Linked DNA regions of Mus musculus: regions 2, 3, 4, 5, 6 and 7 are each linked to region 1. A link is a contact called in public HiChIP or PLAC-seq and promoter capture Hi-C data. All regions are on one chromosome and are shown on one strand. Each heading gives the region's core, a stretch centred on a gene start, on an enhancer-like site or on the middle of the called end of the contact. The rest is flanking DNA. Distances are from core to core; before and after follow the strand shown. Region 1 holds the start of Capn2 (calpain 2). Region 2 holds the start of Bpnt1 (3'(2'), 5'-bisphosphate nucleotidase 1). Region 3 holds the start of Hlx (H2.0-like homeobox). Region 4 holds the start of Mtarc1 (mitochondrial amidoxime reducing component 1). Region 5 holds the start of Sccpdh (saccharopine dehydrogenase (putative)). Region 6 holds the start of Mtarc2 (mitochondrial amidoxime reducing component 2). Region 7 holds the start of Cnst (consortin, connexin sorting protein).

Region 1 (3,916 bases), core at 891-3,390:
GTAGGGAGACATTGCCTTTCCAACCTGTGATCCTGGGCAGGATGGCCCCCTCTCAGGACTCTGCAAGCACCTCAGGTTCAAACAGAAAAATAAGGGAGAGGAGGCTCCGTTTTTTTTTTCTGTGGCAGAGGAGGGACAAGCAGAGTCAGGGAGAATCTGGAAGAGAAACACTGGGAAATGACGAGCCAAGTAGAGGAATGTTCTGGCTATCGTTGGCCCCTTCCCAGAAGCTGGTGACAGTGGGCTGGAAGCCCTCTGTTTCATTTGTGTGTGGGCCATCCTGGGGGAAGCAGATCTGGGGAACCATTAAGGAAAGAAAGAATCCCAAGTGAAGTTTGAGCAAGTGAAGCAGTGAGTCAGCCTTGGGCAACAGTAGACACCCGGTTAAAGACAAGAATACAGAAACGAGGCTAAATAGGAATGAATCTTTCTTAAAGCTAAAATTATGGCTTCATATTGATACAAATGAACACATTTTAAAAGATTTTATTTGACAAATACAGATGGAGTAACCAGACACCTCATGTTTTGTTTGTTTGTACTTTTGTTTTTTTAGACAGGGTCTTGTTGTATAGCCCTAGCTAGCCTGGAACACTCCGTGCAGACCAGGCTGGCCTGGAATTCATGGAGATCTGCCCCCATCCCTGCCTCCCCTTAGCATGTATGTATCCAGCTTACTGCTGGGTAGAACCTTCTGGGCGCGGCCCGTCAGGCACTTCATGTTAAGTGTTGGGATTTAAAGACATGGGCTACCATGCTCGACAGCCAGCATTTGTTTGCAGCATGGTGGTTTCTAAGCTTCATGGCTCTTTTCCGGAAGCTGTTCATTTTTTCCCACCATCTGATTTCCTTTGGCCCCACCCTGATTTTTTCTGGGCTCAGGATTCAAAAGGGAAGTGGGGGAAGATCCCAGACACCTGCCATGCCCAGGAGAGAATAGTGAGGTAGCAGTATCAACAGACAAGCCCTGGCTTTGCCACAGGGAGACAGACACTTTGATTCTTCCAGGAACAGTCATTTGCATATCACTGATATTTCAAGTTGCTACAATTTCCTGCAACTGACAGAGTTACAAACTATCTCAGAAACCATCAATGCTGAACCAAGATGAGGTTCAAACCAGGGTTTCTCAGCCTGGCACAGAGATCTTTCAGACTGCACTTTTCTTCCTGTTCTCTCTGTAGAGGGATGCCCTCCGCCCGACCATCCTTTAGTAGCACCTGGCTTCCACCCAGTAGAGGCCAGGAGCCTCCTTTGTCCCAGTTGTGACAATATGAGGAAAGTCTGCAGTTAGGGTCAAAAACCTTTAGGGTCACATTGGTGCGTGCGGGTTGCTTCCAGTTGAGAACCCGTGCTTTAAACCATTCATAGCACAAGCCCGCCCAGTTCTGTGTGTGTGAGTGGCAGCGAAAACTTTCATTGGACAGAGCGGTGGTACAGGCCACCAACAGGGGCTCTGTTCTAAATGGTGTCCCAGCAGCAACTCAATAAATCATCCCAGGTAAATCTGAGTTTTAGATAAGCATCACATTATTATTCTAACACAGGTTTGCCTCGGGTGATATTTGAGGGCTACGTATGCTAAAACCACACAATCCCCCAGCCCCTTTTCTTGAAATTTAGATTTAACAAGCATGGATTGTTTTGTTTTGTTTTTTTGTTTTTTTGTTTTTTGTTTTTGTCAAATTGTACAGCCCTACTTATGCACAAATAAGTAACTGCAGAGGCCCTGGGACCCTAAAATTCCTGTCTTGCTTTAATTTGTAGGGGTTACATCTTTGAACTTCTTTGGAGCTCAGTTTCTCATCTGTAAGATGGACACACCAGTAGCCATTTCTCACAAATTTGGGGGTGGTAGGTAACATGTGTGCCCAGAGCCTGCAGAGCTCTCTTTCGATCCTGAGCCCAATGAGTGGCAACTGGCTTAGTCGCCGCGCTCCCTCCCTCATCCGCTCCTGACTCATCCGATGTTTTCTGGACAGTCATTGCTGAGTTTCGCCCAGCCTTACTCCCCAATGGCTGGGGTTTGACAACTTCGCTCCCCAACTTGCGATTGTCGTCCCCCCAACACCCCCCGCTCGCCCTCCCCACCGGGCCGCGCCATCCCGAGAGCCGTCCGAAGGTGGCAGCATCGGCCCCGTAGTCCTCACGGTCGGGCTGGCACTGTGCAGGTCGCCGGCGAGCCGCGTCCGGAGCCCGGCGCCGAGCAGGCCTGGGGAGGCGGAGGCCACACCCCGCGCACGGCCCAGGCGCTTCCCGCCGGTGAATCATCCCCGCAGCAGCGGCTCCCGCAGTCCGCTGCAGCGCCCCGGGCCCGGCCGCGCCCCAGCCGAGTGCCGTGCCCCGCCTCTCCGCGACCCCTTTCTCCGTGCAGTGCGCCAACCGGATCGCTACCATGGCGGGCATCGCGATAAAGCTGGCCAAGGACCGCGAAGCGGCCGAGGGGCTGGGGTCGCATGAGAGAGCCATCAAGTACCTCAACCAGGACTACGAGACGCTGCGGAACGAGTGCCTGGAGGCCGGGGCGCTCTTCCAGGATCCTTCCTTCCCCGCCCTGCCGTCATCCTTGGGCTATAAGGAGTTGGGGCCCTACTCCAGCAAAACTCGGGGCATCGAATGGAAGCGGCCCACGGTAGGAAGCGCGAGGGGAACAGGCAGGGCCGGCAGGGCCTGGAAGGGCACTCGGGGTTCCGGGAGGCTGCAAGTCCCTGGCTCCCCGGCTCGGTAGTCCCTGCTTAGTAGTGCTCCGCGATTGCTGCTAAGGGGACTCCCTATGCAGACTGAGGCCCAGCCAGTGGACCTGCCCCAAGCTGCGCGCAGAGCGCTTCGCAGGACAGGACCCCAAATCCCATTAGTGGACACGCCCTGGAGGCTGCCTTCGGCTTCACAAAGCCGCAGGGACACAGGGCCGCTGGGGTGAAACTTTTACTGGACTCTAGTGGTGATCTGAGTGAGGGTGGAGACACTGCTCGGCAGTAGGGGTGGGGGTGGGGATATCAGAGTAGGATAGAAGACTCGGGACTGCTGGGTGGGTGGGGGCAAGGGGTGGGCACAGCCTGGCTCTGGCTGACAAAGGTGGTCACAAGTACATGTGGCACTTGTAAATGCAAGTACATGTATTTATCCAGCGTGGGTTTTGTCTGGCTCTCAAAGTGCAGTTAGAGGACTCTTTAACTTAAAGAACTGAAGGGTAGCTTAAAGAATCGATGGGCTCCAATGATTCTGTTACTCATTATTTTGCTGACCTAGAGTCCTCACCCGGAAACCTCTGCTCAACTCCTAGATACTCCTGTCCTAACCCTCAGAGTCTCTGCCCTTAAGCCCTTCCCGTTCCCTTGTGGTTTCAATCGCCAGTGGATGCCCATGGGACCCTCACTTGACTTTTCCCAGGAACTGAGAGGAAGTCTAAACTTCTAGATTCCTGTTAGGACAATGGACATTCATACCCTGCTTCTATCCTCTTGGTTCCCCCAGGCTGCTTTTGTTACTGAGTCTAGTCTGAAAGTACCAGAGACTAGCGGGGGTATAGCTCAGTTGGTAGTCTTTACTTAGCATGCATGAAGCCCTGGGTTCTATCCCAAGCACCATATAAAATCAGGTGCATGCTAATATATGCCTGCCATTCCAGGACTCAGGAGGTGGAGATGGGAGGATGAGAGATTCAAAGCCTGGGGCCACAAAGATGGCTCATTGAGTAAGGGCTTTGGTGGTCATTTCTAATGACCTTAGTTCTGTTGCAGAACCCACCTGGAAAAAGAGAACCAACTCCCCCAAAATTTTTCTCTGACCTTCATATGCACACTGTGGCGCACACGTGCAGAATCTCACAGGCACGAATGTGCACACACACAAAATAAATACTAATAACAACAGAAGAAGATGGAGGCTGGCCTTGGCTATACAGTGAGTTCATTTG
Region 2 (3,892 bases), core at 1,333-3,832, 2.8 Mb before region 1:
CACCACCAAGAATGGAGTCCCAGACACGGTGTCTTTCCCACCATGATGGCCTGTATGCCAGTAAACCATGAGCCAAAATAATAAACACCCGCACCCTGAGGATTTTTTACTCCTTGGTGAGGAAAGCAACTGACACAAAGGCTGTTCCCACCCTAGGAGGGACACAGTGACTGATGGGAAAGAGCATCTTCTGCATTGTATTCTAGGTTAGCACTGTAAGAGGAAATATGAAAAATACGAAATAAAAAGGCAATTAACTTAATTTACATGCTCCCGAGAAATCTTTATAATACCTGCCAACCACTCTCAAGGAGAGAAAATAGCACAAGTCTAAAATGGTGATGTGTGCCTGTAATCTGACCATACAGGAGGCTGCGGAGGACTGCAAAGGACTGAGAACAGCCTGGGCCAGAAGCCAAGAGCAGGCCAGCCAGGTGCACACAGTAAGACCCTGTGTCAAAATAAAAAATAAAAACAAGCAAGCAAACAAAAACAAAGAATAGCAGCAAAGCTCAAGTGACCAGAATTTCTCACAGTAGAAGGAGGAAGAGGAAGAAGAGGGGTGAGGAGAAGGAGGAGACCGCCACCAGCAGCAGCAGCACCACCACCACCACCTGTTTTTGTCCTTTATCTTTAATTCATATAAGGATGGTGAGCATGCAGATTAGGATTCAGACGTGTCCAACGTGTTCCCAGCAAAAGCATTAAAATAACTTATCTTTGGAACCTGGATCAGTAGTGCTGAAGTTCAAGGTATTAGGAAAGATAGAAATGAGCACGATGGTGCAAATTCTGAACAATTAATAGAGATCCCCTTATTACCAGCTATCAAACGCAATCATCAGCTAATCAGCTGGGCGTGGTGACCTTGCTTCTGGTCCCTGCACCTGGGTAGCTGAGTCAGGAGGATTGGGAATAACACATTAACTTTAGTTACACAGTAAATTCAGGCTAGCTTTGCTACCGAGTGTGGTACTTTCTCCAAACACTCATGCATGTACACATATATCCTCAATTCCAAAAACTCATATAAATATGCCGAATATATATATGTGTGTGTGTATATGTATATACATACATATATGGAGATAGAACAACCCTGGACCTCATGCATGCTAGGCAAACACTACCAACTTAACAATATCTCTCAGTAAAATTCCAGAAATGAATCCAAACATACTACTAAGGGTGGTATTTTAAATCCAAGAAAGAAGCAGATGAATGTATGACACTGCCTAGCCCTTGGGACGAGACACAGGAAGATCCTGGATTTGAGGTGGGCTACACCGCAAGATCCTGTCTCAAAAGAAAAAAGGAGAGAGGAAAAAGAAAAGAAAGGAAAAGGAGGAAAGCCACTCGCACACAAATAGCAACTGGTAGAGCTTCAAAAACAGTTGGATCTTTCTTACATTCTTATTAAAATACGTTCCAGGTAAAATGGTTCCGCTGGTAAAGGTGCTTGCCGCTAAGCCTGAGAACTTGAATTCAAATACAGTGAAAGGAGAGAACTGACTCCTGCAAGCAGCCCTCCATCCTCCACCCAAACACCTGTGGCACCTGTACACACACACACACACACACACACACACACACACACAGCCAATGCTGGGTTTTGTTGTTGTTGTTTAATGTTCCAGGAAGTCCTGGCTGGAAGCACATGTACCTTGGATTTGAAGCCAGTCTAACAGTTTTCTCTCTCAGTCTAGTAGATTTAAATTAAGGTAGAAACTACAAGAAGTATAGGAATGGCTTTATAAACTTGAAAAGGGCCATTAAAACATAAAACTAAGTGTATTAACACATTTACACAGAAATTAAAACTTCTACATGTCCAAAATGCCACAAGCAAAGCCAGTTCATACCATATAACAGGAGAGGAAAGTCCTGTATCCCCAGTAACAACTGGGCTGTTTTGTTTGGGGCAAGAACAGTTGACAAGCCATTTCCAGAAAGAGAAAGGTGCTTATCACTAAATACACGAAATGCTCAGTCTACTGAATTTAAACGAAATGCAAACCTCCAGCCTGAGAAGTGATTAAGGTTGCCACACGAAATCGTTTGCCCAGTCTGCAGGGATCGAGGAAACGTGTCCCTACTGGAGCCCTCCAACAAAAACAAAATGTATACATGGGTTCGACGCAGCTCTTCTATTCCTGGTTAAATAAATCACAGCAGCCTACTGATGCAAAGAAATGACGACTGAAAGGATCTTTGCTATTCTGAAGTTTCTAAATACGGATGCGAAAGTCAAGTTTAACTCTGTAGTTTATTCCACTATGAAAGAGAAGGTCCAGATAGACAACCACATGTGGCCACTCAAGCTTCTAGAAGCGTCTGAACGACGAGCAGTGTAGCAGTGTAGTGTTTGGGATTACAACCCCTGGCACTCCTCTAATCTGTGCCAGGGGTGGGCAGTTACCTGAACAACAAGAAACCAGGGCCGCCTGAGCCTCTGCGTTGCAGCGGGAGAAACTTACACTCAGCCTGGTGTCCCCTAAGCGCTGTCCGGCCTGGTGGCTCGCTGTCCGGGAACCGGCTGCCTCCAAGTCCACTGGTCCAATGCTGTGAGAAGGACAGCGGCTGCGCGTGCGCGAGGTCGGCGCAGGCGCACACAGGTCCCCGCGCGCTCCCGGCTGTCGGGGGAACCCGTTTCTGAGCGTTCTGCGCAGGTTTTCGCTACTTGTCGTCAGAGCCTGAGTTCCCAGGCCGTTCCTGGGTGCTGGTTTCTGGCATCTTGGCGTCACCGCCACAGTTTTTGCTTGTTTTCTCCCCTAACTTAGCTGCGACTGCACAGGTGCCACCACGCTGGCTTGCCTTTGGTTTTTAGTGAGTTGCCTTTGTGGGATTCTTTTGATAAAAGCAACACTTTTTTTTTTTCCCTTAAAAAATTTCTCATGCCGTTATTTTATGAGGATAATAATAAAAAGATTTTGTTTTTATGTGTTTTCTGCGACTCTCAAACCTTAGTTAATAGAGGCAAACCATAACTTATTTGTTCATATATATTTGTTAATATATATTTGTTCATATACATGCATATATTCATATACATTCATATAAACACACACACGGTATCATTCAGGCAGGCCTCGAATTCTTGGCAGTCCTACCTCAGCTTTTCCTGTACTACACACTCCTATTCTCACCAGCCCAGCGAGAAATGTCCACACACACCACTTACATATCGCTAGGATTGGGAAAGACTTTTTTTTTTTAATTTATTTATTTTATGTATATGAGTACACTGCAGCTATCTTCAGACAGACCAGAAGAGGGCATCTGATTCCATTACAGATGGTTGTGAACCACCATGTGGTCGCTGGGAATTGAACTCAGGATCTCTGGAAGAGGAGTCAGTGCTCTTAACAGCTGAGCCACCTCTCCAGCCCTGGGAAAGACTTCTTTAGTTTATTTCATTTACTCTGTATTTAGACATACCTTTCAGGTGTGGTAAAAATGTCTACAACACACACCCTCTAAAGCCGTACACTGGATGCTGGTGGGATGGCTCAGCAGGCAGTTTGGAGCACACGTTCTTCCAGAGCACTGGGGTTTGGTTCCCAGCACAGGCTCACAACTATCCAAACCTCTAGTTCCATGGTGCTCCACAACCTCTTCTGACCTCCTCTGGTACCAGACACACAAATGGTGCACATAAATACACCCAGGCAAAGACTCATACACATAAATAAATCAAAAAACAAAACAAAACAAAACAAAACAAAACAAAAAACTTAACAGTCCATACATTAGTTTTTGTAGTTACATTGTAACGGCGTAACAATTGCCATAAATACGGACAGATACATTCTCTCTCATGGATTTAGCTTAGCCACTGAGATGCAGAGTCCACCGGCACTCTGGGAAGTATGCCTCTTTCATGAGCTCACAG
Region 3 (3,674 bases), core at 1,107-3,606, 2.2 Mb before region 1:
TCCTCTCCTCTCCTCTCCTCTCCTCTCCTCTCCTCTCCTCTCCTCTCCTCTCCTCTCCTCTCCTTCCCTTTCTTTTGCACCGGGAGCTCCGATTAGGCCTCGGGTGACAAGGCTGCGCTGGGCTGCGACGGCTGCAAAGGTGCCTCAGGCTTGGGAAAACGGAGGATCGCTCAGATATGATGCAGTTACAGCTGAGCTGCGGAGGAGGCAGTCCTTGCAGCCTAGCCTTTGATCTGCGGGGCACTCCTGGTTTCTAATGCCGCAGATGCGTTTGGGCTGTGGGCGCAGCCAGACACCCAAGAGCACTCCTGTTCTACACACACAACTCCGGTTCAGCCGACTCAAACAGAGCAAAGAGGGGAAAGGGGCGGGGAGCCTTATTTCTAGGGGAGGAGGAGAAGATGCAGGCCTCTGGGCGAAGCGTCATTTTGAGCTGGGACTTGGCTATAGACCGCTTCGCTGTCTGGACGTCTTGAGGTTAAACTGGAATCGCAACTGAATTACAAGGCTGTTAGAAAAGACCGGCAACAGAGACAGGCAGCCTAGATACTCTCTCCCTAGGCTAGTAGTGACTTGCTTTCTCTAATACCCAGTGAAGTTAATGAACAGGTCTCTCACCGCATCACCAGAACTTTAGCCCAAAACTCACCTCCGGTGGCCTCTGTACTTGTCACAAGTCCACCCTCTGCTCCCTGCTAGACAGGATTTCCGGCCCCTCTCGTCCCAGGCACCATTGCCCTCAACTGTCTATACCCCTCCATTCCTTGATATAGTTAGTACCCCTGTCCCTGATACTGGGACATCATAGCCTGTGATTGATTAGCCATCGATTGCTTTCGAGGAAAAAGGCGTCCGCTAATGATGACAATACCGGCGACCAAGGACACGAAGCTGTTAGACATTAATCCAAGAGCTCACGCCAATCCTGAGCTGATAGTAGCCTGGCAGTTCCCTCACGGCTTCCAGTTTTTGGTATCTTATTGCTGAGGGGAAATAAGCCTGCCTTGGAATATCATTCCGGAGACACTTACTTGGACAATCGAAAACAAAAGATTTGGTGGTTTCGTTATTGTCATTATTTTATTTTCTTCCTGAAATGTGCAACAACCGTTCATCTAGGTGGCCTGTGGTCTGTTTGGGAGAGGGGCGGGGAAATCCACTCTGACTATAATTTAAAAGAGAACGAATTCTTAAAATAGAGATGTTGATGCGACAGAAAATTCCCAGTGCACCTAGGCTGAGTTCTAAAGACCCTAGCAAGAATGGAAGGCGCTGGCTGTGGAGGCTCGGACAGTGCCTCCCTCCAACAGGCCAAAGCGGATCCTGGAAAAACTGCAGCCGAATTAAAAGTAGGTATTTAATCTCAAAGGCAACCGCTCCCTGGCACTTGCAAAACATAGGACCTCACGTGACCAGGGGATGTGGTGGCCGCGGAGGGTAGCACTTCCTACAAGGTGCAGAGAGGGGACACGCGTGCCGCTCTTCTGGGGCTGCACTCCTTGTTGGTTCCGAGGCTCAGGGTAAAAGTTTGGCTGTTTCTAAGGGAGACGTTTGGAGCCATCTATCTTATTTTTGTTTGAAAAGTCACTCTTTCAAGTTGTCACTGGAATGACAGCTCCGAATAAAACTAATTTGTGGTCTGCCCTCCTCCTGGCTTCTTGGAGCAGCTCTGGTGAGCTGAGAAACCAGCGGATTACAGTAGACTTGGGTCGGGATTCTGGGCTGTAGGGGCGCTGAGAGGATGGGGCCTTTACCTAGGACTTGTGATAAAAGCACCTGGGTAAAAGCAGAGAGAAGGAAAGTCGCATGAGAGCGGAATACGGAAGGGACAGCCTGCGGACCGCCAGCGTGGTCTGCTGGGGTGGAGGTTGGGGGTGTACTACAGCAGAGTACGGGAGCCTCAGTGATCCCCCTCCTCCGCAGCTCCAGGAAAATTCCGGAGACCGGCTCCGAGGCTCTGCCGCTGGCGGGTCCCCGAGCTGCAGGGGACAGAGGAGAGCCAGAGGCCCGAGGAGTCTCGACCCCCAAGCGGCTCCCAGAGACGCTCAGTACTCAGCTTAGCCCACGCTGCCGCAGAAAACACTTTGGCGTGGCCAGGGCGTGGCCGAGCTCGGCCACGCCCCCCTCTTTCCCAATTCCCCTCCACTCCGGAGTCCCATTGGTCACGAAGACGTCCAATGAGCGCACGGATCAAGGTCCTACCCGGGGTCTGACTCGAAAGCTCCTGCCAAAACTTTGGGAGTTTTTAGAGAGGAGTTTTTTTTTTTTTTTTAATTTTTTTCCTTTTTTTTTTTTTTTTTTTTTTTTAAACTAACGGATCATTATTGTTGTTTTAAATTTAGCTCTTAGGGCTTAGCTGTTTGGGTTTTTCTTTCGGTGTCGGGTCCCTGTCTCCCCGGCTTCTGCGGAGTAGCAGAGCGAGGCCGCGCTCGCCTTGTCGCCCCAGCGCCTGGCGATCGCCTCCATCCACCCGGCGGGGAGCGCGCCCGCCGCGCCGCCTTTCAAGCCAAGCCAGGGGCCCAGGCCGTGGCGGGCGGCGATCGGGCCCTCGCCTCGTCCCTCGGTGGCGCTAGGGCTCCCCGGTTGGCCCTCCGCTTCAGGGCGGGCGAAGAACCGAAAGCAGCTCGGGCTCGGCTGGGACACCGCCTCTGCCCGAGCGCCCACCCACTTCCCCACTCACCCAGGACCCCGCCGGGATCCTGCCAGGATGTTCGCAGCCGGCCTGGCTCCCTTCTATGCTTCCAACTTTAGTCTCTGGTCAGCCGCCTACTGCTCCTCGGCGGGCCCGGGCGGCTGCTCCTTCGCCCTGGACCCAGCCGCTGTCAAGAAACCCTCTTTCTGCATCGCGGACATCCTGCACGCCGGCGTCGGGGAGCCGGGGCCCGCTGCAGAGGGACTGGTGGGGGCCTCGGCAGCCCTCACCGCACACTTGGGCTCCGTGCACCCGCACGCCTCCTTCCAAGCTGCCGCCAGATCCCCGCTCCGTCCCACCCCGGTGGTGGCGCCCTCAGAAGTCCCGGCTGGCTTCCCTCAGCGGCTGTCTCCGCTCTCTGCCGCCTTCCACCAGCATCTCCCGCAGCAATCACCAACGCAGCAACAGCAACCGCAGCAGCAGCCCCCGCCTCCACCCCGGGCGGTCTCCCTGCAGCCACCGACTTCGGGGACGCGGGTGGTCCCCCACCATAGCGGCTCCGCCCCTGCCCCCTCCAGCAAAGACCTCAAATTTGGTATCGATCGAATTTTGTCTGCGGAATTTGACCCAAAAGTTAAGGAAGGCAACACTCTGAGAGGTACGTATCGCTGGAAGGCCTCAGGCCTCACCACCACCCATGAGGGGCCTGATGTCAGGAGGATTTGGGGTGCGTTTATTTTTAAGGACAGAACGGTAGAATGAGGGCGAAGAAAACGAAATGAAGGAAAACTTAGTGACATGTAAAAGTCAGCTATCCCATGTTTAAAAACATATCTTCGTGTTGCTTAAACAGCATAGAAACGGATGACCATACTCTGGTTGCTGCAAAGTTTTGCAAAAGTGTGTATTATCCATCTTTTGAATGAAATATCTGCAGAACGACCTAGATCTTTCTGACAAGGAAATCTCAGCGTGGGGACACTTTGCATTTATTTGATTTCCAGTATTTCTTAAGAATTGCGGGGAAGCAAACCGGCCAGTC
Region 4 (3,952 bases), core at 687-3,186, 2.3 Mb before region 1:
TCGGAAGAAGGAACAAGGAGAAACCATGAACTCAGTCTTAAAGGCTCACGGTAGCACAGGATGATGCACTAGCTTGCAGTAACAGTACAAACACTAAGTTAACATGGAGCCGAGTTAGCTCTCTTACAGCTGTGTGGTTCCATTGTCATTAATAAGTGCGAGTCTCTCCTACTTCCTCTGTGACTTTTGCTTCTTACTCATTTTACAAGATCACCACGTGTCTTCCCTGGGTTCTAAGCCTTAATTGGTCACTGGTGTGTACAGGGCACTTCTCAACCTGTGGGTCACGATCCTTCCACAGGGGCCACATATCAGATATCCTGCCTATCAGGTATTTACGATACGATTCCTAACAGTAGCACTATTACAGGTATGAAGTAGCAGTGAAAAGAATTTTATGGTTGGGGGTCGCCACCACATGAGGAGCCGTATTAGGAAGGTTGAGAACGGCTGGTCTAAGGCATATAGCTGATGATGTCAAAAGACATATCATCCATGGGGGACAGCTGTTGCTCCTTCCGTCTTCTCCTTCGCTGGGTCCTGGGCCCTTGGCTTCCAGCAGGCTGTGAGGTAAATGTGGGATATGAAGCTGTATCCTGAGTCAATTTTACCTGACAAGCCAAGGGAAGGAAGCAGATGGTCAGGAAGGGGCCAGCCCTCAGGAGACTTCCTTCCTCCCCAGCTAGGCTACACCTCATCATTTACTTCAGCCTCCCCAGATAGCGCCACCAGCCGGGGGGACATGCAAGCTAGAGGGTGACATTTCATGCCCAAACCCAGGGAAGTGAGTCGCCCAGCTAGCTGAGGCCAGTGTGTGCTAGCGTTCTGCTTGCTTCTCCCACTCTCCACACAGTGGCCTCTCTACAGGGCACCTCTACAGGGCGTCCAACTCAGCCGGCAGCACATTGCCTGGCCTCGGCTGGCCTCCATGATACCTCATTCTTGCATTTCCACGTGAACATCGAGTTTTGGGGACTGCCCCCTCTGCTTTAGGATGCTGCCCATCAGCAGAACTATTCTGGTCAAAGTGTGATCCTACCCATCAGACCCTCCCGTGTTTCAGGCGGTCTGAGGCTTTGTCAGAACTCTGTGGAATCTCCCTCTGGGAGGCAGGCTCTCCCTCCGATTGATTGATGGCTCCCAGCCATCTCCTTCTCTCACCTTGAGACTTGGGATGGGGTGAAGTCGGGGGAGTCCCAGTTTCTTGGTCCACTGTTTCAAGAGTCTGTTGGCTAGAGGGAAGGGCACAAGCTTCTCTTCAGAGAAATCTTTATTCCTGCAGCCAGGTTCATCCCCGCACTGCCCCTTGGCTGTAAAATCCCCAGCCCTTGTTTCAGTACAAAGTCCAGTCTCTCTGCCTTAACTTAGTAGAGAAAATGCTCTGGTTAGAACAGTCTTGAATAAATATGACATTTTAGCAGCTTGACACACCAAACAGGTGCCTAAGGCGCCCAAGGTACCTTGATGGTCTTGTCTTTGTTGTTCAAGATGCGGTAGCCTTCGGAAGAGATACCTGGCAGTGCAAGTCCACATTAGGACGCAGGGAAAAGAGGGGCGTGTGGGTGGGGGGTGCGGGGGGCGGGTGTCTACGAATAGCTGCAGCCCAGGATTGGCCCTGTAGATCCTCAAGGCTGGTCAGATCTTTTCCCTTCATATCCCAGCTGGTTGGAAGCACCCTGGCTGCTGCCAAACTGCTCCCCACAGACCCCAGAGGGGCGGCTGCCCGCAGCCTGGTTTCTAATTTCAAAATCACGCCACGTTCTGCAAACGTTGTGTGTTTTAGGTCAAATAAACAACTCTGCAAACATGTAAATAAGCTGCTCTGCACTGATTGATCCTGGGAGAGGGTCAGCGAGGGAGGGAAGGGGAGGGAGGGAGGGAGGGACCGAAGGGGGGGAAGGCAGCGGAAAGTAGGGGCAGGCGGTGAGATTCCACAGCTGAGCCACCACCTCCCGCCCAGGCCGAATGAAGATGCACAATTTGGATTGGAGGGGAAGGGTCAGGAGCTGCTGACCTTTGGGCTCAGGCCCAGGCCGCTGGCCACAGTAGCTCTTGGTCCAGTCGGCGCCGGAGGTGTATCAAGCGCTCATCCCGCCCTCTCCAGTCATGGGTGCGGGGTCCTGGGCGCTGACCCTCTTCGGCTTCTCCGCGTTTCGGGTCCCGGGCCAGCCGCGGTCCACCTGGCTCGGCGTCGCCGCGCTGGGACTGGCCGCGGTGGCCCTGGGGACAGTGGCCTGGCGTCGTGCGCGTCCCCGGCGACGCCGGCGGCTACAGCAAGTGGGAACGGTGGCACAGCTCTGGATCTACCCAATCAAGTCCTGCAAGGGGTTGTCGGTGAGCGAGGCAGAGTGCACTGCCATGGGGCTGCGCTATGGCCACCTGCGCGACAGGTACGCTGAGCACCGAGCATCACCACGCTGACCTAGGCTGTGTGGGTGTGGGGAGGTCAGCGGGGTCCGCTCGCCGGTCCCTTCTTACTCAGACTAGAGACCGGAGGCTGGGAAAGGGGTGGTGAGAAACGGAAAAAATGAACTTCACCCTCCGCCAGCCAACTCGGGGGACCTGGAACTCTGAAGTTCCCGGGTTTCACGCTTCCTGGAGTTGGACATCTCTCTATCCATCCTCTCGTGGCTATTTCAAATCTTGTGGTGTTAGACGAGGCATTTCTCACGCCGGCCAATCCGCAAGAAGAAACTTCAATCTCCCTCCACCCAGGGACCCTGAAGGGACTGGTCCTTGGTTACTTTACTCTCAGTGATAGTCTTAAATTTAGAAAAACTAAGACAATAGATCCTGGATCCTAGGCACGGCTCATCCCTGTTAGTGCAGTAGTTGAGCATGCATGACAGCTTAAGAAAATAAGCTGTGAGTGTTATTTCCCCAAGGCTCTTGTCAGATAAAGGTTCTGCACTGGGTGGGGGGGGGGGCAACCTGGGATTTGTAAACAGCGACTAAGAGTCCAGCTGAGGAGTGACCCCTGTCGCCGGGACTTCAGCGAAGGTTCAGCAGCTCTGCTCTCTTCAGGTCTGGTCTCCCACCAGCTCTGGGCATCACTGGAAGGCTGCGTATCAGGATCCTCAGGCCTCTCCTTCAGCAGAGGACACAGGCTAACAGAGGCTGCGACCTCCCCGTCTCAGCTCTCTAAAGCTAACACAAGCCATTCGCCTCAGATCAGGCCGGTCCAGTGGACATGCTGACCGACTGGTTCAGGAAGAAGAAATGGAGATTTTTGCTCCAAAGCCCTTCTTGTCTCATAGCTGATTTACGGGTGGCTTTTACATAAGGTTGATGGGCAGTTACAGATGAGTGGGTTCCTCGGTTCAGTGTGGACCTTGTAATGTGAGACTGCTCTCCGCCCGCCCCAACCCCCCCCCTCTCCCCATCACCTGTGTTTTGCAATTCTTCATATCTCAAGAACCAAAGATCATTAGAGGCTGACTCTCCTTCACTAGAAAATACACCAATGGTCCTTTCACTGAGACACAGCAGTTCTGGACAAAGTTCAAAGGTCAGCTGCTCACCTCTGCTCCAGGCAGTCAGGAACCCTAACTATTCCCTGTTTTGAGCAGTGGGATCCCACATACACTAGCTTCTTGTCTATAGATCGATTCTGTCAGCCTCAGAGGCAAAGGGCATTGCCATTTTATTACCGTATTGATTCAGAAAACATGTTCTGAATTGCACCACAGCTGTGGTGTCAAATTCTTCACTTTCGTCACAAGCTCTCAGGGAACATAAGCAATAAACAAATAAATAACAACAAATGCAAACAGCCAAACATACAATGAGGGGGACAGTGACAAGTGACAGAGAAGAGAGAGGAAGGGTCCGGGAGGCTGCCTAGGGGGTACTCAGGGAAAAATTAGAAGAAAAAAAAAGTCAATTGCTTGCACTGAAAACTAGAAAACAGCCAGGCCCTTTCCAGGCAAGTAAATTAGAAAACCATTCTAGA
Region 5 (3,719 bases), core at 897-3,396, 2.8 Mb after region 1:
AACTATATCTGACCCAATTATAGAGAGGAGGCCGAGGCCGTCAGCACTCGGCACCATGAGAATTAAAGAGGACTTGGAGGCCAATGCACTTTTTAGTAGTTTTAAAGAATTATTTTACTAAATTGTGTGTGTGCACATACGCACGTCAGTGCAGGTGCCCAAGGAGACCAGAGGTAGCAGATATTCCCTCAAGCTGGAGTTCCATGGGGCTGTCAGTCACCCAATGCAGCTGCTGGGATCCTCAGCAAGAGCAGTACATGTTCTAACTGCTGGGACACCTCGCCAGACCCGTGATTTCATTTTTAAGTAGTCCAGCCTATATAAAATCATCCAAGCTTATAAGGAAATAACTGGAACTAATTGACCCAATAGAGCCATGCAAGTCTCCACTGATTAAGGCACTCTCTGCAAAGCTGCCTAATTTGGGCAATGTAGATGGTAAGGAATTAGGTTATAATTATACAGCAGTGGTTCTCTGCCTTCCTAGTGCTGTGACCCTTTAATCCAGTTCCTCATGTTGTAGTGACCCCAACCATAAAAATTATTTTCGTTACTAATGTATAGCTGTAATTTTGTTACTGTTGTCAATCATAATCTAAGCATCTGTGTTTTCCGATGATCTTAGACAACCCCTATGAAACAGTCATTCGACCTTCAAGGGGTCTGCAATCCACAGGTCTCTGAGAACCACTGCTATACTCTCACTGAGGGAAAATAAAAGGAACAATGTATTTTAATAATGGCCTGTTTTCCAGAAAACAATAAATGTCCAAAACTTCTCTGTCAAGGTTCTGTGTGTTAGCAATGGCAGCACAAAACAAAAGGCTGTGTTCCCTTGCCCTGACAAGGCTCAGTGTGGAACCATAAAACTGAATAGAAAGAATGAAGAACAAGTATGACTTGTCCTGGGTGGAGATTTAGTTGCCAAACTCCAAGGCTATGGGGTTCTAAGTCGGGTGCTTCCCCAAAGCAAAAAGGTTGGGTGTGTGTGTGTGTGTGTGTGTGTACACGCAAGAGCACCCACGTGTCCCTCCTCACTCCCATGTGTGCATCACAACACTTAGGACAAGGCCTAGCATGGAAAATACTACTCAATCAACATGTTGACTAGAAGCTGAAAGAATAAGTAAACATCCAAAACTTAAAAAGAAAAAAAAAATTCCCACATTTTTATTAAGAATAAGACGACTGGAGTGGAGGGTGGGGGTGCGAAGAGGCAAGGGCATCAGTATGTCCAGGTCAGCCCACACTGCCTCAAGCAATTAAAGTGAGAACTGCAGGCGGATTTCGACAAGCAAAAACACAAACTGAAAACCAGAAAAACACACACACACAAAAAAGCAAGCAGCTAGCGGGGTAACTCAGAAGCACGGTGTATATGCTTACCACGTTCAGAAGTGCTGAGCTAAATCCGTATCACCAAGCCACAAAAATAGGTGCACTATAATATTGCTAGTACAACTCAGCTTTCTTAATTGTCCCCAAGAGACAAACTACAATGGACCTCCAAGAAATCCGTGTCTTATTTCCCTTTCCCACAAGTACAAGAACCCTTCAAACCCATCAGAACAACAGAGATGGACAGAGGAGCCACTGAAGTTCTGAACTCTCTCTCGACAGTGGAGATCCCCAAATTGGGAGGGAGAGAAAAGCCTTTTCTTCTTTTTTTCCTTTAATTTAGGAGCGGAACAAGGCCCGGCCCGGCTCGGCCAGGCGAGGCGTCCGGTCCTCCCGCAGGGCTCGATGCAGGCGCACGCTAGGGAGACGCCCCTCGGCGACCTGCGCCCAGCCCGGCCCGGCCCTGCCCACCCCGGCGACCCCGCCGTGTTACCCAGTTTCTGGGCAGCCTTCTCCAGCACTTGCTGCAGCTTCTCCTTGGAGCGACCCGCCACGGCCCAGGGCAGGCGGGAGCTCTGCTCCGAGGCTATCTGCTCCCGGGCCACCTCCTCCGTCACGAACTGGCCGGTGAAGCCAGAGGCGCCGAACACCACCAGGTGGAAAGGCCTCTGCTCCGTCGCCATGACGAGTCCACAGCGAGCTGCAGCCCGGGGCGGGCTGAGTCCACCGCGCCTGCGCCTCAGGCCGGGACCCCAGTACCGGGCGCAGCAACCGCCGCTGTCCTGGCCGCCGTCGGCGCGGCTACAGCGCCCGGCTCCCTTCGGCCCACGCGCGGGCCACGCCCACAGCCACGCCCACGCCTCCTCGCGACCAAGCTGCTGCGCCGCATCCCGGGCCACCGGCCGGTGCCGCGCCGCCACATCCGGCTCGGGCTGCACGTCCGCTTCGGTGGCTGACAGGAGCGGCCGACGGCCCATTGCTGCCCGCCGCCCGGCTACCCGCATCAATCTGGCCACCCGAATCATCGCGTCCTCTTGGTTCCCCTGAAGCAGAACCAGGGCGGGCCGGTTCTTCCCGCTTCTCTGGGGGGATTGCGAAAAGAGACGGCCGGGGGGTCGCCCACGCCGAGAACTGGAGCTTGGAAGTCGGTGGCGGAGGAGAAGCTTATTAGCAATAAGGAACGCTGGTGACCCGAGCTGAGAGCATTGGACTGACTGTCTGTCATCCAGCCTTTCTGATGGTGTCAGAGACCATTGCTTTGGGCTAGGCTTCCTTTAAAAAAATTTTTTAAATTATTTTTAAGTTTGTTTATGCGTCTGTATGTCTTGTCTGTGCACACGCCCGTGCCACAGGAGCCAGGGGACAACTAGTCTAGGGATCAAATGTCAGGATCAGCAGTAAGCACTTGTGCCTACTGAGCTATTCTCGGAGCTGCTACAGACCAAACCTAATCGTGTTCGTTGAGACTTATTGTAGAAAGCAGAATGTCCATGGGGGTGGGTACAGCAGCTAGGCCAGGGTATTTAGATGACCACTATCCCATGAAGCCTCTCATTTGCCTTAGTGATTTTTTTTTTTTTTTTCTGTAAATATCACTTGACTTGAATTCCGTTCTGGATTTCTTAGACCCAGCTCTGGTTTTCAGGGCTGCCCAAATTGCTGATTATTGTTGAGCGTTGTTTGTTTGTTTGTTTTCCTTTGTCTTAAGCTTGCTTAAAGTTTTGTTGTTGCTTTTGTTTCCAGACAGCTTCTCTGTGGCCTCAGAATCTGGGTCCTCCAGTGTCAGTCTCCTGAGTCTTTGAATTACAAGCCTTCCACCCCACTTCCCACCCCACTCCTTTTCTTTTGTTTTTTTGAGACAGTGTTTCTCTTTGTTAACTCTGGTGGCTGTCCTGGGACTCTCTTGGTAGACTAGGCCAGCCTCCAGCTCAGATCCACCAGCCTCTGCCTCCTGAGCACTGGACCAGCTTCCCCTGCTGTTTTTTGTTGTTGTTGTTTTGTTTTGTTTTGTTTTTAATGCTCTAGTTGGTTTTCTCTCACGATCAAGAAATTCTTGGGGAATGAAGAGATGGCTCCACAGTTAAGCACACTAGATGCTCTTCCAGAGAACTCAGGTTCGATTCCTAGCACCCACAAGGCAACTTACAGCCTTCTGTAACTCCAGTTCCAGGGGATCTGGTACTCTCTTCTGGCTTCCTCTGGTACCGGGTACTTACATGATGCACAGAAGTACACACAGGCAAAACACACACACACAAAACCAAACAAAAAGAAAATATCTGATAAATTAACTTGCAAAGAAGAAGAAGTTTGCTTAGGTTTGCAGTTTGTGTATTTTCAGTCTTTAGTCAGATGTGCCTGTTGCTTTGGGTCTCTGGGCC
Region 6 (3,782 bases), core at 56-2,555, 2.3 Mb before region 1:
GTGAAGGGGCAGAGAAGGGGGGGGGGAACACGTGCTACATGGGTAGGCTCTCTCAGTCTGTGTCACCTATCAGAAGCAAACACACTTGCTCTGCCAGTTACAGAGGTTGGGGCTCTGTCCTGTCTTTCCTCCCATGCAGAAGTCTGTCGTCTCTGGTGACTGTCCACGCAGCAGAATTCAACATTCTAAGCCCTTGGCTATTTTAAAATTTTTATTTTTATTTTAAGTATGTGGATGTTTTTGCCCGCATGTATGCCTGAGTACCACCTGTGTTCCAGCTATCTGCGGGGGGCAGAGAGAGTGGGGGTCTGCAGGGGGCAGAGAGAGTGGGGGTCTGCAGGGGGCAGAGAGAGTGGGGGTCTCTTGGCACTGGAATTGCAGACAGATACGATCTGCTATGTAAGTACTGGGAGTCCATCTGGGTGCTCTTAACCACTGAGTCATTTCGCCATTTATTTATTTAGCGTTTATTCTCCCCCTGTCTCCTCTTTCTGTCTCTCCATGTACACCTCCCACCCTCTCCTCTCTCGTGTCTCTTGTCTCAGTCTTCCCCTCCCCTTCCCAGTCCCCCTCTCCTTCTCCCTCCCACTCTCTCTGTTTGTTCAAGAAATGGTTCCCTCCCTTCTATCACATGGCTCCCAGGGACTGAATTCGAGATGTCAGTGTTGGCAGCCAGGACCTTTATGGGTTGAGCGGCTTTCAACTGATGAGTTAATCATTGATGCTTCTGAGACAGGTCCTGGCCATCAATAGCCCACCGTGATCTTGAACTTGGGGCTATCTCTTAGCCAAAGCCTGACATTTGGATTCCGTTTAGATCGTTGTCTGAGAAAAGTCGACCAGAGTCCTCTATTCGGACCTCAGCAAGTGGTAAGCTCTGGCAGCCTTTCCCTTCCTTGCGCTGTCTTAATTGGCTGGTGTACCTGTAACCTCAGGTCACGCTGCCAGAAGCCGCGCCAGTAGTTTTGTCTCTACCTGCAGAGATGGAAGCCGAGCGTTCCAGAGAGTTGCGCGATCTTCGGGAGACCTATCCCAAAGTTGTCCCCAGGAAACATTCCTCCATTCTGCTTCATTTCAGTGCAGCAGCTTCTTGCACAATTGAGTGTGCTCCTTTTAGAAGCAAAAGGGTTAATGAGTGTAGCAGGTTGAAGAGTCATGGGGGGAGGGATCACTTTAAAGGCGGACAGAGACAAAGTAAAATGAAAGTGACCACCCCACGCTGTCACCCGCGATGGGCGTGGGCCAGGCTCCGCCGACACTGATCTGGACGTGAGCAGCATAAGTTTGACAGGCAGTGCGGCTGCGCCAACCCTGGCTCCTCCCACACTCCCGGAGCCTTAAGCCCCGCCTCGACACCGCGGCCCAGTAGCCCAGGCCTGCCCGGGATAGTGTAACATGGGTTCCTCCAGCTCTACGGCTCTGGCTCGCCTCGGCCTCCCTGGGCAGCCGCGGTCCACCTGGCTCGGCGTCGCCGCGCTGGGGCTGGCTGCGGTGGCGCTGGGGACCGTAGCTTGGCGTCGCACGCGTCCCCGGCGGCGCCGGCAGCTGCAGCAGGTGGGCACGGTGTCGAAGGTTTGGATCTACCCGATCAAGTCCTGCAAGGGGGTGTCGGTGTGTGAGACCGAGTGCACGGACATGGGGCTGCGCTGTGGCAAAGTGCGCGACAGGTACGCCGAGCCCCGCACTGCACCGGGCGCGAATGGGCCGGGGCGAGGGAGGTGGGGCCTTGCCTATCCTTGCTCGGAAGTGTGAGACCTGGAACCAGGCGCCCCTCGGTGAGTGCAAACTTTGTGAGCCTGAGCCTGGAGCAAGTCGAGAGAGGAGTTCCGTACTGCAAGCTGTGTTCTCCCCAAACCTAGAAAGTAAGGGTTTGTTGCTTCTGGGAAACACACATATGGGAAAGAGATGACAGCAGTTACAGCACGGTGCACATTGACGAGCGTGTTCAAGTTGAAATCTAAGTTTGCAAGCCCAAATATGTCTGTGGGGAGACCTTCCGGGAGGAGAATTTTAGTTTTACCACATGCAAATTTACTCTAAAGCGAAACAGAGCGCCTGGATTTCGGCCCCCACCCCTTTCGGCTTCACAGAACTGAGGCTTGTTGCCTGAATTCTCTGGGCTGTCGAGCTTTGATCCTTTAGCTGCGAAGCCCGTGCTTCTGGCTAAAGTAGTTTTGGAAAACTGAGTTGGAGCATTCCTGGAACCCTGGGGGGTGGGGGGGGGGGGGGAGACTCCCCTGTCAGCTGTCCGTACAGCTCTCCTAACTGTAGGACACTAGAAATATAAAATGCCATTGGCTGAGCGTTTTCAAGAACATCGGGCCTTCCCTCTAGTTCTGGTGACCACTTGAACGAGTAAGGAGCAGAATTACACGGTTTGCCGGGGGTGGGGCGAGGGAGGGGTTGTGGTAGATGGCGATAGAGAGCTAGTCACAAACGGGTATGAAATAATAATAAAGGAGGTTAGAATAAAAAAAAAGAGTTTAGTTCTGCTACAGAATAAATTTATAGATCAGGAATTCCGCTCATGGATTTTCCATTCCTCATTGGCGGCCTATGTTTGCAATGCTGGGAGGTTTGGGTTTAAATTATCATTTACTGAGGGCCTGGGGATATAGCTCCGTTGGTAGGAGAGAGTGTTTGCCAAGGGTTCGTGAAGCCCTGAATTTTATCCTCCAGCATCCAAGGGAGGCATGGTGGCACATGCCAGTCATTTCCACACAGGAGGATCAGAAGTTCAAGGTCACTTCCAGGGAAGCTGTAGATTTGGGTTCAAGGCCTGCCTGAGCTATATGAAAACTTGTGTATATACTGAAATGAAATAAAATGAAATAAAATACTACCATTCCTCGAGAGTCCCATCCCTGTCCAAATGAATTGAAATCACCAAGAATGGAGAATCCCCCCAGGGGATTGTTCTGCTATAATGAAATGGTTTCCTGCGAGATCATTGTGAGAAAGATGTTTAGAGTTTATTAAAGTGTGGAGGTTAAGATCTCTGCGGTCAGGAAGACCTTGGGTACCTGGTACTGGATACTGTACAACACCCAGGGGGTTCTGAGGCCCACCGTGTTAACCAGAGGTGGCAAGGCAGATGTGAGCATCTTTCCTCTCACCTAGGAACCCTGGGGTATCTCACAGGCAACCAGTACCGACCGACCTGTTTCCTCAGATCATCAGAGCATGGCGTGTGCCTCACTGAGATTATCATGGCTTGCCTGTGATGTTGCTGGTGTAGGGAGAAAAGGTGTCCTTTGCCCTGCTTTTTTCTGCTCCCTGGGGATTCAATGAAGTAAATAGAACTGCATCTCTCGTTTTGAGCAATACATTCTTTCTTTCATTTTTTCCTTTTTTTTTTTTTAAATAAAAGATCTCCCTACATTGCTCTGACTGTCCTGAACTCTGGCTTGCTGTGTAGATAAGGTTGGCCTTGAACTTGTAGGGATCGGTCTGCTTCTGTTTCCCAAGTGCTAGGGTTATAGGCCTGTCCCACCGTGCTCAGCAGGATCAGCTTCCTCTCTGGATGGTGTGGTTTGAGGTGGAGGGAAAGGCAGAGAAATGGTTATGTGTTAGACATTGGGCTAAAACCTGTCCTGTAAGTTTGCCCACCTACGGTTGGTTTTGTGGGCTAGCTATGACCGTCCCCATCCTGTGGGTTTAGCAAGACAGTATTGGACAGGATGAGTATTTCTTGGGGGGGTCACAAACCCAGCTTGTTCTAGGGGGTTTGAATTCAGATCTAGGCGAGTACAGCAGTCACTTTTTCTGTGTGATACAGGAAC
Region 7 (4,000 bases), core at 577-3,076, 3.0 Mb after region 1:
ATACCACATACACAAACAGAAACAGGGAGCTGGGGAGGTAGCTCCAGGGCAGAGCACTCGCCCAGCGCGTGTGCAAAGCCCAGGCTTTGACCCCTAACAAAGAAGGACAATGATAAATATAACTTTCCTAACGCCAACCACTCAAAAGGAAAATAAACCCTGCCCCAAGTTTCCTTGGACTGAGTAGGCTGTGGTCCACAGGCATTGTGAAATTTTTAAAAATGGTGCTAGGTCTGGAATTCAGGGCCTTATACGTGCGAAGTGGTCTACCACTGAGCTACAATCCCCTTGCCTTAAGAGGCTTATTTTAAAAATGAAAAACTCAAGAATATACTGGGTAAGTAAATTTTGTTATTGCTCTGATATTTTTTAAAAATCATTCTGAGGGAGGGACTGGGAGGAGAGGAGGCAGGGGAGGCAAGGATCGTGAGGTAAAGTTAATTAATTATTTAATTAATAAAAATTATAAAAATCATTCTGCCATATTCAATTGTTAAAATATAGCTCTGGGGAGGGGTGCAAGTCTAGAATCCTTCTGAGTTTATCAAAATGCCAATGGGGGGGGGTCACCTTTGCTTTTTTTCTTTTCCTGAGACATGGTTTCACTATATCCTAAACTAGCCCTGAACTCTATGCATCCCAGGCTGGCCTCCAACTGGTGGGTAATCAGCCTCCTGAATGCCAGGAGCACAGACTTTTACCACCATGCCTGGGAAGAATAATTTCAATAAAGAAAGGATGTTAAAAAACAAAACAAAAACTTAACAAAATCAAGATCAGTGAACAACAGTTAATAGCTTCTGCAGTGTACTAACTTACCATGCAAAAAAGGCCATCTTCAGGTGTCAATTCTTTCCGCCCTAGAGTTTCATTAGCTAAGGGCAATCTTGAGGCTACTTGGCAGGTGACACATTCCTGAGAAACTCTTTCCTTGTGCATTTATATGCCAAGCTCAATTATGCTGCCAGCAGAGTAAGCAGAAAGGATTGTACATATTTTAAACTAAGAAGTTGATTGGCCGCAGCTTCCAGCCTTGATGGAAGGGATAATGGGCAAAGCTTTGAGTACGATCCCCAAACACCGAAATCACTCTCAAAGAAAAGGATCTTCTAACACTGCCAAAATTCCCATTAGAGTATCCTATTTTTAGTCTTTGCAATCGGCCTTTTAAATTGCATTCTACGGTACAATGTGCTTAACTAAGTTTACACAGAGAATAAGGAAGCTTCCTAAGGCTTTAATCCTTTTAAACATGGGAAGGAATTTTAAGCTTTCAAATATTAAAATTTTTCAGCCTGAAATTTCAGTCTTGCAAACATGCATATTAAAAAGAAAAGGTAAATCTTGGCCCACAGGGAGGGAAAGAAGGGAGGCACTCGGCGGTTCCTGACAACCAAAGAGGTAGCTGTGGAGGGGAAAGAAGGTATATGGGGGCAAATAAAAGCTACCCGCAGGGAAGCTGGCACAGGCGACGGGCCACCGAACAGAGACACCGACGCGGAGTAGAAGCTGCCGGGTCCCCGGGGAGGGGAGCGCGCGCGGAGAAATTGGCGCGACGCGCGACAACCGCGTACCCGCAGAAAAGCGGGGAAAACAGGAGATCCGAGAGGGGGCGGATGCGAGAGGGACCCGCTGCAACTCCGGGGAGGACAGCGCCCGGGGAGGAGCCAGCGACTCCCCACAGCTCGGCGGTCGCCGCCAGCCGGCTGATCCCCTGCAGCCGGGCTGCTGGTCTTACCTGGGCATCCGAGGCAATGCAAGGGCTACCGCCGGGCGCCGGGTCTGTTTCCAGCCCCGCGCGCTGACATGGCGGCCGACGAGCTGTCACACCGCCGGCTCGGGTCTCCCGCGGCACTGGAGGATCGGACACCTCTAGCCTTCCCGCCCCGCCTCCCTCTGCGCAACCCTCCCGGCTGGCGGCCGGACCGAGGAGCATAGAGTGCGAGACCGCGGCTAGAGAGGAAGTGCGGAGGGCGGGCGACCATAGAGTTCCAGCACGGACACACCCGGAGAGTCCACGCACAGGAGCCTGGGGGCGGAGCCTAGGCGGAAGCGGAAGCGAGTGAGCAAAGGACTGAGGCTAGGTCGTTCGCATGCGCCATTCGTAATGTTTACTTCCGCCCGGCCTAGTGTGGTGGTGAAATGTGTGCACGTGTGATGGGGTGCTCTGCGTTCTTCGCAGAGGCTACCTTAACTGGTGTTTGAGGTGGACTTTAGAGGAGGATGAGGGGACCGGCGATGCGGCTTCCCCCGCGGATCGCGCTGTCAGCGTTGGCCCGCGGCCCATCTTGCATTCTAGGGTCCGGAGCGGCGACGCGGAAGGACTGGCAAACGAGGAACCGCCGCGGCTTCTCTGACTTCAATATAGAGCCGTTGCCTGATTCTGATTTGGAGGAGTCGTCCCCGTGGACATCCAGGAATCGATCGGAGCCTACGCGTCACATAGCATGTAAGAAAGCGGCCAGGAACCTGGTACGGGACCTGCTGGAGCACCAAAACCCATCCCGTCAAATTATACTAGAGTGCAATCCAGGTGAGTTGAACAGAAGCTTTGCCCTTAGCGTTTACGTGCCCAATATCCTAAATTAGTGTTTGTTTATTGTGTATGCGCGCGTGTTTAGGTCAGAAGACGACTTAGCGAGAGTCAGTTCTCGCCCTACACTTGTGATCTCAATGATTGAAACGAAGTGTTCAGGCTTTACGCCAACCGCCATTGCCCTCTGAGCGTTCTCATTGACCCTGAATTGTATTTTTTTCTTTCTTAAGCATCACTTCTTACTGACAGTCATTTCGTTTAGACTTGACAGTAATTTTTATGGCTAAACATTCAAATAGTCCGTGAGTAAGAGGTAGTCGCAATCTTACATACTATCTTATATACTTGTTTTTCTTCTAGGAAATAGTGACATTTGTTAGGACAGTAAGTGTTGCTGTCACTGACAGACAGAAGGCTGTACAGCTTACCTGTTGAGATGTTGTGGGTTCAAGGTAACTGCCTAATCATAGTTTTCTATATGCAAAAAGAATGTTATCTGGAAACATTGTGTCGTTGAAGCTTGTGTAAAGTCGACTTTGAAAGTGACTGTGGCCGGATGCAATGGCACACACCTTTAATCCCAGCAAGAGGCAGACTGATCTGTGAGTTGGAGGCCATCGAGGTCTACAGAGTGAATTCCAGGACAGCCAGAGCTACACAGTGAGATCCTGTCTTAAAAATAGAGGAAGAGAAAGACACACACACACACACACAGAGAGAGAGAGAGAGAGAGAGACAGACAGACAGACAGACAGACAGATAGAAATGGAGAGACAGAATCAGACAGTATGTTGTTTATTTTGCAAATAAAGTTTTTCTGTTAATATACCAGGTCCTGGAATCCTGACTGGGGCATTACTTAAAGCTGGTGCCAGAGTGGTTGCCTTTGAAAGTGAAAAGACTTTTATTCCACATTTGGAGGTATATTTTTATGTTCCTAAAGTAATATATCTATAAAGACTAGGACCTGTTGAGTGTTCCATGCTTGTTGAGTTTCTGAAAGCTTGGGAGTTCTGAAATCTCTTTTCTAGTTCCTACTGGGGCCCCGAAAATGATAACCTCAAAGCATGACTCATTAATAATAAGTGAGTATTTTGGAATAAAGGACAGTTGGAAGCCCTCAGGTGTAGCTTCAGGAAGAAAGTGTTTCTGCCCTCCTGTTCTTCAAATCAAGCCCTAGAGAGCAGAACTCCTATTCTCAGGATAGACACAGAAGCTAGGACCACCTCACTGCAAAAGAAATGATAGGCCTGAGAATTACTGTAAGCTTTCTGTGTGAGAACTGCCTTTGGCCTACCTTGATTCATAGAGGATCGGGAGTTCTTTTGTCAGAAGCGTTCACCCTCTGCCCAAGAGGAACGAATGACAAACGTAGAGAGCCTAAGAATCTGAACGGAGCGGCCCTGGGTCTGCTTCCACCTTTGGTTGGTTCAGGTCACACCCCTTTTATTCCAGCTCATCCCC

Evidence for each region. Promoter capture Hi-C pulls out the DNA fragments that hold promoters and counts their contacts. HiChIP or PLAC-seq counts read pairs in DNA pulled down with a chosen protein or histone mark. Capture Hi-C pulls out chosen DNA fragments and counts their contacts.
Region 2: a contact with region 1 is called in a promoter capture Hi-C map of hippocampal neurons, with 4 times the contacts expected there. The contact joins the promoter of Bpnt1 here to the promoter of Capn2 in region 1. A contact is called at or near these places in 3 of 39 promoter capture datasets (hippocampal neurons, liver and pre-B cells) and 1 of 9 other capture datasets (adipose tissue).
Region 3: an H3K27ac HiChIP or PLAC-seq map of embryonic stem cells shows a contact between it and region 1, with 14 times the contacts expected there. The contact joins the promoter of Hlx here to the promoter of Capn2 in region 1. A contact is called at or near these places in 2 of 484 Hi-C or Micro-C datasets (both in embryonic stem cells), 1 of 115 datasets of contacts at active chromatin or transcription factors (embryonic stem cells) and 1 of 9 other capture datasets (liver).
Region 4: a contact with region 1 is called in a promoter capture Hi-C map of embryonic stem cells, with 38 times the contacts expected there. The contact joins the promoter of Mtarc1 here to the promoter of Capn2 in region 1. A contact is called at or near these places in 3 of 39 promoter capture datasets (the 3T3-L1 cell line, embryonic stem cells and liver).
Region 5: a promoter capture Hi-C map of pre-B cells shows a contact between it and region 1, with 5 times the contacts expected there. The contact joins the promoter of Sccpdh here to the promoter of Capn2 in region 1.
Region 6: a promoter capture Hi-C map of liver shows a contact between it and region 1, with 2.4 times the contacts expected there. The contact joins the promoter of Mtarc2 here to the promoter of Capn2 in region 1. A contact is called at or near these places in 3 of 39 promoter capture datasets (embryonic stem cells, liver and pre-B cells), 1 of 484 Hi-C or Micro-C datasets (B cells) and 2 of 115 datasets of contacts at active chromatin or transcription factors (astrocytes and extraembryonic endoderm stem cells).
Region 7: a promoter capture Hi-C map of liver shows a contact between it and region 1, with 2.9 times the contacts expected there. The contact joins the promoter of Cnst here to the promoter of Capn2 in region 1. A contact is called at or near these places in 1 of 39 promoter capture datasets (pre-B cells) and 1 of 9 other capture datasets (liver).

What each region holds. Positions count from the first base shown.
Region 1 is chr1:182,515,834-182,519,749 of GRCm38.p6, reverse strand. Capn2 (calpain 2) reads left to right here and starts at 2,140. Exons shown (of 21, transcript NM_009794.4): 1 at 2,140-2,632. The coding sequence starts at 2,396.
Region 2 is chr1:185,330,849-185,334,740 of GRCm38.p6, reverse strand. It overlaps Bpnt1 (3'(2'), 5'-bisphosphate nucleotidase 1), which reads right to left and starts at 2,582. Exons shown (of 9, transcript NM_011794.3): 1 at 2,478-2,582.
Region 3 is chr1:184,731,175-184,734,848 of GRCm38.p6, reverse strand. It overlaps Hlx (H2.0-like homeobox), which reads left to right and starts at 2,356. Exons shown (of 4, transcript NM_008250.2): 1 at 2,356-3,290. The coding sequence starts at 2,708.
Region 4 is chr1:184,809,284-184,813,235 of GRCm38.p6, reverse strand. It overlaps Mtarc1 (mitochondrial amidoxime reducing component 1), which reads left to right and starts at 1,936. Exons shown (of 7, transcript NM_001290273.1): 1 at 1,936-2,390. The coding sequence starts at 2,107. Mtarc2 (mitochondrial amidoxime reducing component 2) reads left to right here. Exons shown (of 8, transcript NM_133684.4): 8 at 1-170.
Region 5 is chr1:179,666,658-179,670,376 of GRCm38.p6, reverse strand. Sccpdh (saccharopine dehydrogenase (putative)) reads right to left here and starts at 2,146. Exons shown (of 12, transcript NM_178653.3): 1 at 1,832-2,146. The coding sequence starts at 2,021.
Region 6 is chr1:184,843,431-184,847,212 of GRCm38.p6, reverse strand. It overlaps Mtarc2 (mitochondrial amidoxime reducing component 2), which reads left to right and starts at 1,305. Exons shown (of 8, transcript NM_133684.4): 1 at 1,305-1,667. The coding sequence starts at 1,396. Gm34451 (a long non-coding RNA gene) reads right to left here and starts at 1,366. Exons shown (of 2, transcript XR_865818.3): 1 at 976-1,366.
Region 7 is chr1:179,544,355-179,548,354 of GRCm38.p6, reverse strand. Cnst (consortin, connexin sorting protein) reads right to left here and starts at 1,826. Exons shown (of 11, transcript NM_146105.3): 1 at 1,739-1,826. It overlaps Tfb2m (transcription factor B2, mitochondrial), which reads left to right and starts at 2,079. Exons shown (of 8, transcript NM_008249.5): 1 at 2,079-2,533; 2 at 3,369-3,457. The coding sequence starts at 2,224.